2 separate regions of the Canis lupus genome follow, and region 2 is linked to region 1. Evidence: chromatin contacts called from public Hi-C data. All regions are on one chromosome and are shown on one strand. Each heading gives the region's core, a stretch centred on a gene start, on an enhancer-like site or on the middle of the called end of the contact. The rest is flanking DNA. Distances are from core to core; before and after follow the strand shown. Region 1 overlaps PSAP (prosaposin). Region 2 has its middle 30 kb from the start of CHST3.

Evidence for each region. Hi-C and Micro-C count contacts between places; a contact is called where the count stands out from the background.
Region 2: a Hi-C map of blood shows a contact between it and region 1, with 4 times the contacts expected there. The contact joins two enhancer-like sites. A contact is called at or near these places in 3 of 9 Hi-C or Micro-C datasets (blood and liver).

Annotation. Positions count from the first base shown.
Region 1 is chr4:23,306,112-23,312,048 of UU_Cfam_GSD_1.0, reverse strand. PSAP (prosaposin) reads left to right here. Exons shown (of 14, transcript XM_038534263.1): 9 at 1,332-1,427; 10 at 1,718-1,904; 11 at 1,988-2,145; 12 at 2,467-2,547; 13 at 2,799-2,906; 14 at 4,028-5,208. The coding sequence ends at 4,063. It overlaps CDH23 (cadherin-23), which reads right to left. Exons shown (of 69, transcript XM_038534260.1): 69 at 5,516-5,937. Among named protein-coding and RNA genes, the nearest start is that of PSAP, 31 kb to the left of the region's middle. Within about 2 kb of position 3,433, at least 2 of the 20 cell types and tissues checked have an H3K27ac peak or open chromatin away from gene starts, as enhancers often do. A contact at or near this core is called in blood, where this site is marked.
Region 2 is chr4:23,367,438-23,373,130 of UU_Cfam_GSD_1.0, reverse strand. No RefSeq gene overlaps it. Among named protein-coding and RNA genes, the nearest start is that of CHST3, 30 kb to the left of the region's middle. Within about 2 kb of position 3,485, at least 7 of the 20 cell types and tissues checked have an H3K27ac peak or open chromatin away from gene starts, as enhancers often do. A contact at or near this core is called in blood, where this site is marked.

The DNA.
Region 1 (5,937 bases), core at 2,184-4,683:
CCAGTCTCACCCAGTATACTGATTTCCTTGAACCCGAGTGCTCCACGGAATCGGCCTCCATCTGTGGCCTGTCTGTAACCTCCTGATGTTTCTGCCCCTCTGCCCTGCCCGCTGTCATGCAAACCTCCTATTCCAGAACACCCTGGGGCTTGCACGGAAGCCTCTTGGCATGCTGCCTTGCATGCGTGGGTGTGTTTTGTTTTCCTAGCACCCTTCACTTGGTAAAGATCCACTGTATTCCAAAATCAGTTTACATTTAGCACTTTCATGGGTCTTCTAGCAGTGTGTTAGAGATTGAGTCCTGAAACCGTTCACTAGTCAACAAGACCGACCTCATGTTCGTGCGGCTCACAGTTCAGTTCTTAGGAGGGCCCAGGCCATGTCACATTTAATCACATGGCACACGGATGCATTTCTTGTTTCAGAACTTGTGTGTCACTTGACCTTTAGCTTTCTCCTCCCTCTGCTGTCCTCCCTTAACATATGCAGCATGTGGACACAGGGTTAGGAAGTCAGATGGAGCTGGGGAAGCACTTGTGCCTGCCCTGTCTTGCTGACTGAATTAATAGCCAGGGAAAATGAGGGGTCATTACAACTTATATTCTAGCCGCATGTGACTACTTATATTTAAATAAAATTACTCAAAACTTTAAAAAATCCAGTTCCTTGGTTACCCTCACTGCATTTCAAGTGCTTAATAGACACATGGGGCCCAGCTGCTCTGCTGGACAGCAGAGGTGAAGAATATTTCTACTGTCACAGAAAGTTCTGGTTTAGCAGTGTTCCTTTATTAAAGGCAGGCTCTAGGAAAGCAAGCTCAGGTACTCATGAGACTTGAAACTCTAGAGCAGACCTGAAATGTGTTTAAAGCTCTGTCTTCTAAACAGTGAGCAGGTAGTAAGTCCACACTCTATCCTGTCCCCCCCACCCCCCCGCCTTCTCCCTTCTCCAGATTACTCCAGAGCGCTGAAATGATTGTGACCAAATGTGTCACATGGACAGATCTTTAGGGTAGGGGGTGGTTTCCCTGCCTCTGTTTCCTGACCTGTGAATTCCTGTTTTTTGTGTGTGTGTGTGTGTGTGTGTGTGTGTGTGTGTGGTGGGGGTTGGGGGTATGTGGTAGGTGGTAGTATCAGAGAGGGCCGGGCAAAAGGATGGGTCTCCCACCATACAAAACCAGCAGGGATGGGAACTTGGATGCTGGGAGAAGCCACCTTTTGTGTGACATTCTCCGGTCCCTGGCCACAGGGTATCCCTTCCCTTTAGAGCAGCAGGACACAGGGGTGAGGTGAGGGACTCAGCATTGAAGTGCTCTCCTGCCCGTTCCACAGAAGGACAAGATCGAGGAGAAGACGGATGTTTACTGCGAGATGTGCGAGTACGTGGTGAAGGAGGTGGTCAAGCTCATTGACAACAACAGAACTGAGGTATGTGCATTTCCAGAATGCTGCCGTGCTCCCTTTCCCTGGTGGCAGAACTAGCAGAGGAGGTGGGCTTGGCCCTTGCCTTCATGGGACATCGGCCCTGGGAACCCGTACACCTGCTGCCCACTGGCGGGTCCCTCTGGGCTGGGGTCAGGCTGCTTCCTAGGTCAGGCCTTTCTGGGGAGGAAGTAGCACCTTGGTGTTGGCTGGTTTCCTGGTCACGTTCGTATTTTGAGAATCATTCCCAGCATCGTCCAGTCTCCCATCTTCTCATATGATCGTTTGTGTTCCAGGAAGAAATACTTAACACTTTGGACAAAGTGTGCTTGAAGTTGCCCTCGTCCTTATCCAAGGAGTGCCAGGAGGTGGTGGACACTTATGGCTCCTCCATCCTGTCGATCCTCCTGCAGGAGGCGAGCCCTGAGTTGGTGTGCCGCATGCTCCATCTGTGCTCCTCTCAGGGGCTGCCTGTGCTGCCTGGTGAGCAGGGTATGTGTGTGCTGGGTGGGCCCCCTCGGCTTGGAAGGGCCCTGCCAGTCCTGAGTCTGTGCTCCTGTGTGCAGTACGTGTGATTAAGCCAAAGGACGGTGGCTTTTGTGAGGTATGCAAGAAGCTGGTGAGCTATTTGGACCACAACCTGGAGAAAAACAGCACGAAGCAGGAGATCCTGGCTGCCCTTGAGAAAGGCTGCAGCTTCCTGCCTGACCCATACCAGAAGCAGGTATGCCCTAGGCTGCTTTGGGCCAGAATGTCAGAACCTGCCTGGGGAGCGCAAAAGCTAGGGTAGCTCATGGACTGCCTGCATGCCTGATTGAGGTTTCCAGGGAAAATTAGCCATTTCTTACGGGAGTCTATTGGCTCAAGGGAAGCCTCTGGGGGAAAATAACAGGAGCAGGTGAGATGGGGCACCTGGGAAGGGGGGCCTGGGCTGGCAGTGGCCGGAATTCTTATGGAAGAGCATGCGTCCCCCCCTCCCCCTTTTATGCTCCCACTCTGCATGGGCACACCTAGACCTGGACCCGTACCCTTGTTTACCTAACAGTGTGATCAGTTTGTGACTGAGTACGAGCCCGTGCTGATAGAAATCCTGGTGGAGGTGATGGACCCTTCCTTCGTGTGCTTGGTAAGCTCCTCTGGGTGGTGCTTAGCCTGGGCAGTTCTGCACCGAGGGGTCCTCTGAGGTTCTGGCAGTCTCTGGGGGAAGGGCTGTGGGAGGCCAGGGCTTCTAGGCCCTCAGCACTTGGCTCAGCAGCACTGCCTTTTTGGAAGTGGCATGTCAGAGCTGTAGTTCTAGTTGCTTCTAGAAGCTGATAGTTTCTGGTTTTGGGGATTAGTAGGGTGCATCTAATTCTTTGCCCCCTTTTCACCATATAGAAAATTGGAGCCTGCCCTGCTGCCCGTAAGCCCCTTCTGGGAACCGAGAAGTGCGTGTGGGGCCCCAGCTACTGGTGCCAGAACATGGAGGCAGCAACCCAGTGCAATGTGAGTAGCTCGGCGACCGCTGCACAGGCCTGCCTTGCCAGTCGGGCAGCTCCCGGGACAATCCTGCGTGAGGAGGAGCCTCCGTAGTCAGTGCTCTGTACCCTGTCTCTGTGTCCGGGAAAACACGGAGGCCCCGGAGAAGCAATTAGGCTTATTCGCGGCCGCACAGCAAAGGCAAGAGGACTAACTGCATTCTTGCCTGTGAGAAGCGAAGGGTGTGGGTATTTGTTAGTAGGTTTTGCTTCTGCCTTCTTGTTTTTTTTTTTTTTGTTTCTTTGTTTTTTTGCCTTTGGTTCCCTTGTCACAGGGTCAGGATCAGATCCACATGAGGCTGCTCTAGAGGTGGCACAAGTCCTCCCCCTTGGGTCAGTCTCGCTGGAGCCTGGCCTGAATCTTCACCCAGGGCCGACCTGCTGTTCCTGAGTGGCCCTGAGGTGATGGCTGCCCAGCAGCTCCAGGGTGCTGTGGCGCTGTCCTCACTGGGCAGCCACCAGTGGTGGCGACATATTGCTTGGGTGGGACGTGTGGACCAGTTACTTAATGTTTTTATGCAACTTTTTCTTCCTCAAGCGGGTTCCTCGTGGCCAGCAGGGCATGACTGTGGGTCTGGTTGCATCAGTTTGGGCCCCTGCGGGGAAGGGTGGGTAGTGATGCTCACCCTGGCCTGGTCCGGCTCCTTGCTGTGCCAGGCCCGAGCCCACAGCACAGTCAGTGGAGGAGCAGGTGCCTGCCGCTGCCCTGGTAAATGGGCCTGTGGGGTCATTGTTTTCAAGGCCTGAGCTGCTGTGCACCCTGTTGGGTGAGGGTGAGGGCTTCTGCCTTGGGACTTCTGCGCAGTGCCAAGACTCAGCATGTAACCAGATGGAGGGGGCCTGGACCCTACCTGCGTGGGTGCTCACCTCTAAAGCACTCGGTGCTCTGCAGCTGCAACTCTGGACTCTTGCCATAGGAGTCCCTGACATTCGGGTGGCCACATGCTCCCCAGGTCTGCGTGGGGTGCTGTCCAGCCAACCTCGGACAGGATAATGGGTCCCATTTTTGGGTGATGTCTGCTGCACTGATGGGCCAGGAGTGGAGTTTGTCACACAAAGGCTAAAACCCAGCTTCCTCTCTCCCGTCAGGCTGTCGAGCATTGCAAACGTCACGTGTGGAACTAGGAGGGACGTTCCATCTTGGAGAAACTGCGGCATCTTTTCCTACTTGTGTGTCTGGGGCAGTGAACACACCGATCTCTTGACTCGGTTATAAAAATAGGACCCCCTTCTCCCCTTCCTCCCTCCCTCCCTCTCCTGTCTCTCGATTGTAGCATCGCTGTCTGTGTGGGAGGCACCTGGCCTGCAGCTGCCACCACTGCTTCACTGTCCCTTTCCTTTGCCTAGACAGGTGAGGAGGACTGTGCACTTGGAGGGCTTTCAGCCTGCCCTTGCGCGGTGGCTACCTGGAGGCGGCGGCAATGGAGGTGGTGGGGGCCTTGGGTGCTTGTGTGAGCCAGAGCTGCTTGACAGAAGGCTCTCCATCCTCCTTGGCTGGGGCCTTGTTCTGAGCCCTCCACCTACCCCTAAGCATGGACCTCCCCTCTTCCTGGGCTGCTATACAGAGAAGCAAAACAAAGGCAGTTTTATAAGAAAGGCTCAGAATAATTAGACTTCTTAAAAACCACATAGTTCTCACTGGAGGGGAAATTCAGGAAGCGGCTGCTCAGGAGGCCTGGGTGGGTCTCGGGTTTGCTGTCCCCGGGTCAACCTCTGATTCAGCTTTGCGGTGTCTTTCCTGGTGATGCCTTGTTCCGAAGTTCTGTGGGTTTGGGTGGGAGGGGAAGAACCTTCCTGAATGTAATCTGCTAGCTCTGTGTGGAGGTCCTGTGGGCTTGGCTCGTGTGTGTGTGTGTGTGTGGGTGTGGGTGTGGGTGTGGGTGTGGGTGTGGTGACTGCCTCTTGCTTGCTCTTGTGTCCGCCCGACTGCTGAAGCCTTGCCTTGTGCATCTGTAGTGCTGCCCGGAGCCCACCTTTGCTCTGGGCGTCCCGGCCCCTTCCCCTGCGACCCCCATTTCGTTTGACCTTTAGGTAAATGTGGATGACAAGCTCCTAAGCCTCTGGCTGTCAGGTGCAGGGTGTGCTAGGCGTGCTCTCCAGGGGCCCTGGCTGCCGCCCTGCCTCTCTCACTTGGCCACCTCTTCTGTTCACTTTAAGTTGCCAGGAGACAGTAAGACATGCAGTTACTATTAAATAGACTTAATGACTTTTTGGTTTGTTTTGCACTAAAGTTCCTGTGATTTAACAATAAATAAAATCTGTTAACCAGACCTGAGCCTGAGTGGTTCTGTAACACCTCAGCCAGTGAGTTTGGTTTCTGAATAGCTCCAGGGCCACAGACCTGTGGGTGTCCTCTGGCCCTCTTGGCCACAGAAAGAAGGCGCAGTGGGTCAAGGGAACACCTGAAGGTCAGGCACACATCTGCCCTGCCCGGCCCTCTCCCCCTTGCCCAGCCCCGAGGGTAGTTTACTAGAGGCACAGCAACTTGCTGTTCTTGTGAGTTGCCTTTCTTATTTAAAATGCAGACCATTCCAGAAACGTTCAGGGAGTACCAGTTAAACAAAATCAAGGGGGAAATATTGAGGGAATAACTTAATTTAAAAAAGGAATACACACAAACACTCTACATTCAGAACCCAGGGGAACACCAGTCATTTCTCTTTATGAGCCGGGCACAGTTGGGAAGCCGGTGGAATGTAGGGAACGGTTCGCTCACATTGAGCATGTCCACGTGGGGAGGCAGGGATCACTGTCCAGCAGGCGATGTGCTGGAAATGCACTGGGACTGGAACCAAAGTCAGGGAGTTGAGGCCAGGTGGGATATGCCAGCTCTGGGCCTCCCTTCCCTGGTGCTGGGCGCGGGTGAAGGGGGACGGGCACGATGTGGGGTGGGGAAGAGGGCCTGCTCGGCCTCTTGGGGCTCGGCCTTGGCTGAGTTCGTCCTGACTCTTGGGGCCCCCAGTGACCCTCCTTACCTTGTCCTTAGATGCTTATTATTT
Region 2 (5,693 bases), core at 2,236-4,735, 61 kb before region 1:
AGTGGCTGCACCAGCTTGCATTCCCAACCGTGCAAGAGGGTGCCCCTTTCTCTGTTGGTCACTCTTTCAAGTAAAAATGATATTTTGTGGACCAAGAGGCTAGTTTGCTTCCAACTCAGACAAGCTCACAAGTGCGTTTCCCTACAGCTGTCCACGTAGTTATCAGCCCAAGTGTTCTAGACACGTGGCCAATCTCATCACACAGAATATTAAAAGTCAGGCACTCACGGGCAGAGATTGAAAGAAATTGACCATTTTTAGGGGCGCCTGGGTGGCTCAGTGGTTGAGCATCTGCCTTTGGCTCAGGGTGTGATCCTGGGTCCCAAGATTGAGTCTTGCATCAGGCTCCTGGCAGGGAGCCTGCTTCTCCCTCTGCCTGTGTCTCTGCCTCTCTCTGTGTGTCTCTCACGAATGAATGAATAAATAAAATATTTTTAAAAGAAAAGAAATTAACCATTTTTACTGTTTCACCAAGGACACTCTTGAATGATGCTGGCATTTTTTTGTCACTGAGAGTGTGTGTCTATGCAGGATACAGTGGCGACCTCCAAGTTTGGGGCCACTGCTTTGCTTCCTGCTGAGGTTTCAGCAGTTTGACCTGCCATGGCTTCTGCATCATCAAATGTCCTCGTGGTGAGAAAGGCACTCCCTTAGTACTGCCCCATAGGGTCTCAGGGATTTCACTATAAAATCTTCCATGCAGATAATCGAACTTATGTATACATATAATTTTTTAAAAAAAGAACAGTATAATGCCCCAACTAACAAGTAACAGAAAAAGAAAGTCATAGTAAATGTATGTGCATCTCACCAGCAGACACGAGGTGATGCAAGGTGGCCGCCACACACTCATGCCACATCAAGCGCATCACACATGCCCCACCACAGATGCAGGTGGCTTCAAGGATCCTGTTTTGGGGACCTGAATCCCATTCGGTTAGAGCTGTGATTTTTCTGAAATGGCTAAAAATCCCAGGGGCGTTGCCTATGAAAAAAATATAGTCTCTCATTAATTTGCATCCTCAGGGTATGATTCAAAAGGTGCAAAAGACCACCTTGTATTTAAGTGTGAAATGCAAGTGTGAAATGGAGTTTGGATTTTTCTACTGACGTGAATATCTGAAGAGACTCTTGAAAATCAGGAGAGGACGCTGGAAACAACGTTTCTGTCTCAAGGGGGCAGCCCTGAGCAGTGCAGGGTCGGCCTTGCTGCCTAGCCCCAAATGCCTGCAGTGGGTGGGGGGATGGGGTGACTGGGTGACGGCACTGAGGAGGGCACTTGACAGGATGAGCATTGAGTGTTATACTATATGTTGGCAAATCGAACTCCAATAAAAAAATATACAAAAAATAAATTTAAAACAAAACAAAAACCCCACAAATGCCTGCAGTCCCTCTCCCTCATCATTGCGAGGAGCCAAGAGACCAGCACGGACTCCACACTTGCCACAGGGGCTGCTTCCCTGCAGGAGCCCCTGCCTCAGATCCAACCCCAGGGCCCCCAGGACCTGCTGCTCACCCAGAGTGTCTCAGTCCTTGGAGGCTGCTGACAAAGTGCCCAGAGTGGGGGGCTGATGAACAGCAGAAATGTATTTCTCCCAGTACCAGAGGCTGGAAGTTCCAGATCCAGAAGCCAGCATGGTCACGTTCCAGAGAGGCCCCTCTTCCAAGATGCAGACTGTCGATGTCTCATCATAGACTCACATGGAGAAGAAAAGCACCAGGAAGGGGATCCCTGGGTGGCGCAGTGGTTTAGCGCCTGCCTTCGGCCCAGGGCGCGATCCTGGAGACCCGGGATCGAATCCCACGTCGGGCTCCCGGTGCATGGAGCCTGCTTCTCCCTCTGCCTATGTCTCTGCCTCTCTCTCTCACTGTGTACCTATCATAAATAAATAAAAATAAAAAAAATAAAGAAAAGCACCAGGAGGCTCTCTGAGGTCCCTTTTATAAGAGCACTGGCTCCATTCGCGAGGCCTCCACCCTGATGACCGACCTACTGCCCCAAGGTCCCACCTCCTAATGGCATCACATTGGGGGTTAGGATTTCAACATGCGAATTTGGGGTAGACAGGAACGTTGTCTATCACAGAGGGTGACTGAGGCCAGGCTGGGGCCAGGGGAGGGTCCCCCAGGGAGCAGTCTGTGACTTCAGGCTGGCTGCCTTTGGTAACCTCTGCTGTGTCACCATGGGCCGGCGCCATGGTGAGGGTGCTGGCCTGGAACTGGGTGCTTGCAGGCACATCTGCTGCACAGCATCTGCGTGACTTGATCTTCAAGAAGCTGTGGAATGTCAGGGCCTCTGACGGCCTGGACAGCCAGAGAGGTAGCAGAGAACGGAGTCCTTCCAAACTCCAGAACTGTTCCTGTCCTCAGGGTGGCGTCCTCCAGGTCCAGCCTTATCTCTCCAGGGCCCTGCAGGTAGCATATTCTCTGTCTCCTCAGGGCCTTTGTACATGCTATTTCCTCTGCCCCCAAACCCTTTCCTACCTGCTGCACTAGCCTGATAACTCACCTTCCAAGTCTCACCTTAGATACCACCTCCTCTAGGAAGCCCTTCCTGACCCTCCTAAGTCTGAGTCAAGTGCCCTGGCAGCCCTGTAATCACCCATCAGAGCATTTATCTCTCACTCTCCCTATTCCTGGGTCTGTCTCCCCACTAGAGCTGTGAATCCACAGAGGGCAGGTCAGCTCTAGTTCTCTCCTGCATCCCCACAGGCCTGACACAGGGCTGGTGGTCATGGTTAATAATATCTAGGAACTGATGGATGACGCCAATGAATGGTGTAAACTGGAAGGTGTGGAGTGACTGCATTGCATCTGGAGGGACCAAGGGGAGAGATGCTGTGGGCAGCAGCATGTGCAGCTCAGAGAACGAGATCCTACAAATTTGGGGGACTGTGGGAGACTCAGGGGAGGGAAATGGCCCAGTGGTCTCATGCCTGGCTCCTGGCCAGTGTAAAGAAAAAGGAGCAGCAGGAAGAGCTCCCCTGAAGGAAGTAGGGTCTCTGGGGGTGGGAGATGGGGAGTTCAAGGGCCAGGGCCAGAGGAAGAGCCACATTGAGAGGGATGGTTGCAGGGGCAGGGATGTTGCTGGGGGTGGGGGGCTGTAGGGGGAGAGGCAGGATTCAGGATGGGGCAGGGAACCAAGGACTCTGGGACCCAGGCCTAGACCACAGGCTTGAGGAATACCCAAAGCTGCCTTCTTCACATGAGCCCAGGGGCAGGCCTCGTTAGTATTTCTAACTCTAATATAAAATCCAGGGGCCTCAACTCCTTCATTTTAGGGATGAGTGTGAAACGGGGACCCAGGGATGGGGTGACTGGGCCAGGGAAGCGGCAGGCCCGCGGCAGGGCCTCTGAGCAGCAGGGAGAGGTGGGGACAGGGTGGAATTCAGGCCTCCGCCTCCTTCCTCTCTGGGGTGGAAGGTGCGAGGTGCCCGGTGGTCCTCAGCACTTCTGCAGGCCTCGGCCTCAGCCCCATTTGACAACCCAGGTGGCCGAGGGGTGGGGGGGGCTTTCCCCGAGGTGTGGTGGGCAGTGCAGAGGAGCTCCGGAGAGAGTTCCTGAGGAGGGGGGAGCCCGGGTGCTGCCGGAGGAGGTGGCCCGGGAGGGAAGGAGGGAGGGAAGGAAAGAGGGAGGGACGGAAGGAGGAAAGGAGGGAGGGAAGGAGGGAAGGAAGGAGGGAGGGAGGGAGGAAAGGTGGGAAGGAAGGAGGAAAGGAGGGAAGGAAGGAAGGAGGGAAGGAAGGAAGGAAGGAGGAAAGGAGGGAGGGAAAGGAAGAAAGGAGGAGGGAGGGAGGGAAGGAGGGAAGCAGGGAGGGAGGCAGAGGCGCGCTGCTGGCGTCCGCGGGATGAGCCGGGGCTGCGGGAAGGGGCGAAGCGACCGGGCCGCGTGGGCGCCGCGCTGTGGACGCGCGCAGGTGTCGGCCCCGCCGCGGGCCTCCGGGGGCCCCACCGCCCAACCCCGGGCCCCCCACCCCCACCCCCACCCCCACCCCCAGGGGCGGCCTGAACCCGAACGTGCAGGCCCTCCGCGCGCTTTCGGATCCTCTTTCGCTTCTCCTTCCTTGGAGAGCCGACTGCGGGGTCCGCGGGGACGACCTGAAACTGCGTTTCGAAAGAGGATGAGGATCTGGGCGCCGGGGGTCTTGCGCAAGGGGCGGGGCGGGGGGAGGGGAGGGGAGGGGAGGGGGGGAGCGGGGTGTCCTCGGAGCGAGCGGGGCCCGGGCGGGAGCTGCCCCAGAGCCTCCGCCCCCGCCCCCGCCGCCCGCCCCGAGCCCCGGAGAAGTCGGGGCCACGCTCCCTGCTGGGGGGCGGGGGGCGCCTGGCGGGCGGGGAAGCCCAGGAGTTGCCGGCTCTGTTTTATTTTACGATGAAACTATTTTGGGGGGCGCCTGGGGGCTCAGCGGCTGAGCGTCTGGCTTCGGCCCCGGGCGTGAGCGGGGTCCTGGGATCGAGGCCTGCCCTGCGGGGAGCCCGCTTCTCCCTCGGCGGTGTCCCTGCCCCTCTCTGTGGGTCTTCATGAATAATAAATAAAATCTTTATTTTTAAAAATTCAACCGCTTAAACTTGTAAACGTGAAATTCCAAGTCTGACTTTCTTCTTTCTTTCCTCCTTCTTGCCCAAGGTCACCAGAGAGTTCGTGGGAGAGCAGGGACCCAATCCAAGCTTGATTCCGAGGCCGAGGCCGGGGCCCTCTGGCCAGTGCTCGGGGTAGCAAGACAGTGGACTGCCAGGACCTCTCCCCTGCCTTCTTCTTTCTTCTTCCTCTGGACAAATTTTTCTTTCTTTCCTTTTCTTTCTTTCTTTTTTTTCTCTCCTTTCTCTTTTTCTGCTCGTGTCTCTTTTAACAGATATTTCCTGAGGACCTATCATGGGCTACGGGATGTTCTGGGCCCAAGGATGTGTCACTGAACAGACATGGTTCCTGCTTCTGCGAAATCACTGTGTAGTGAAGGCAAGTTGACAAATAAGTGGGAAAACAAGTGCATAACTATTAATTGTAGTAAGGATTCTGAAGGTTTGGTGTGCATCATATTTTTTTTGCATGCAAATGCATGCAATTTTCTATATTGCACATGCGTAGGCTTTTTATTTTTCATTTCTTTAAAGATTTTATTTATTTTTAGAGAGAGAGAGACAGAGAGAGAGAGAGAGAGAGAGAGCATGCACAATTCAGGGGAGGGGCAAAGGGTGAGGGAGAAAGAATCTCCAGCTGAGCACAGATCCTCCTACCAGCCCGAGATCATGACCTGAGCTGAAATCAAGAGTCCTCTGCTTAACTGACGGAACCACCCAGGTGCCCCATATGTAGGCTTTTAAAAAAACACAAGGATCATATACAATACATGCTGTTCAGTATTTGTCTTTCTTACTTAAAAATGCATGGTGGGCAGGCAGCCCCAGTGGCGCAGTGGTTTGGCGCCGCCTGCAGCCCAGGGCGTGATCCTGGAGACCCTGGATCGAGTCCCACATCAGGCTCTCTGCATGATGCCTGCTTCTTCCTCTGCCTGTGTCTCTGCCTCTCCTTCTCTCTGTCTCTATGAATAAATAAATAAAAATCTTTAAAAAAAAATGCATGGTGGGAAATGTTCCCAATTGGCAGGCACATGCAGGCTACCTTGTTATTTTTGGTGGCAGCATACTATTCTAACCTAGAATTGTGGGGCTGCTATATTAAGGACTTGCCACAGA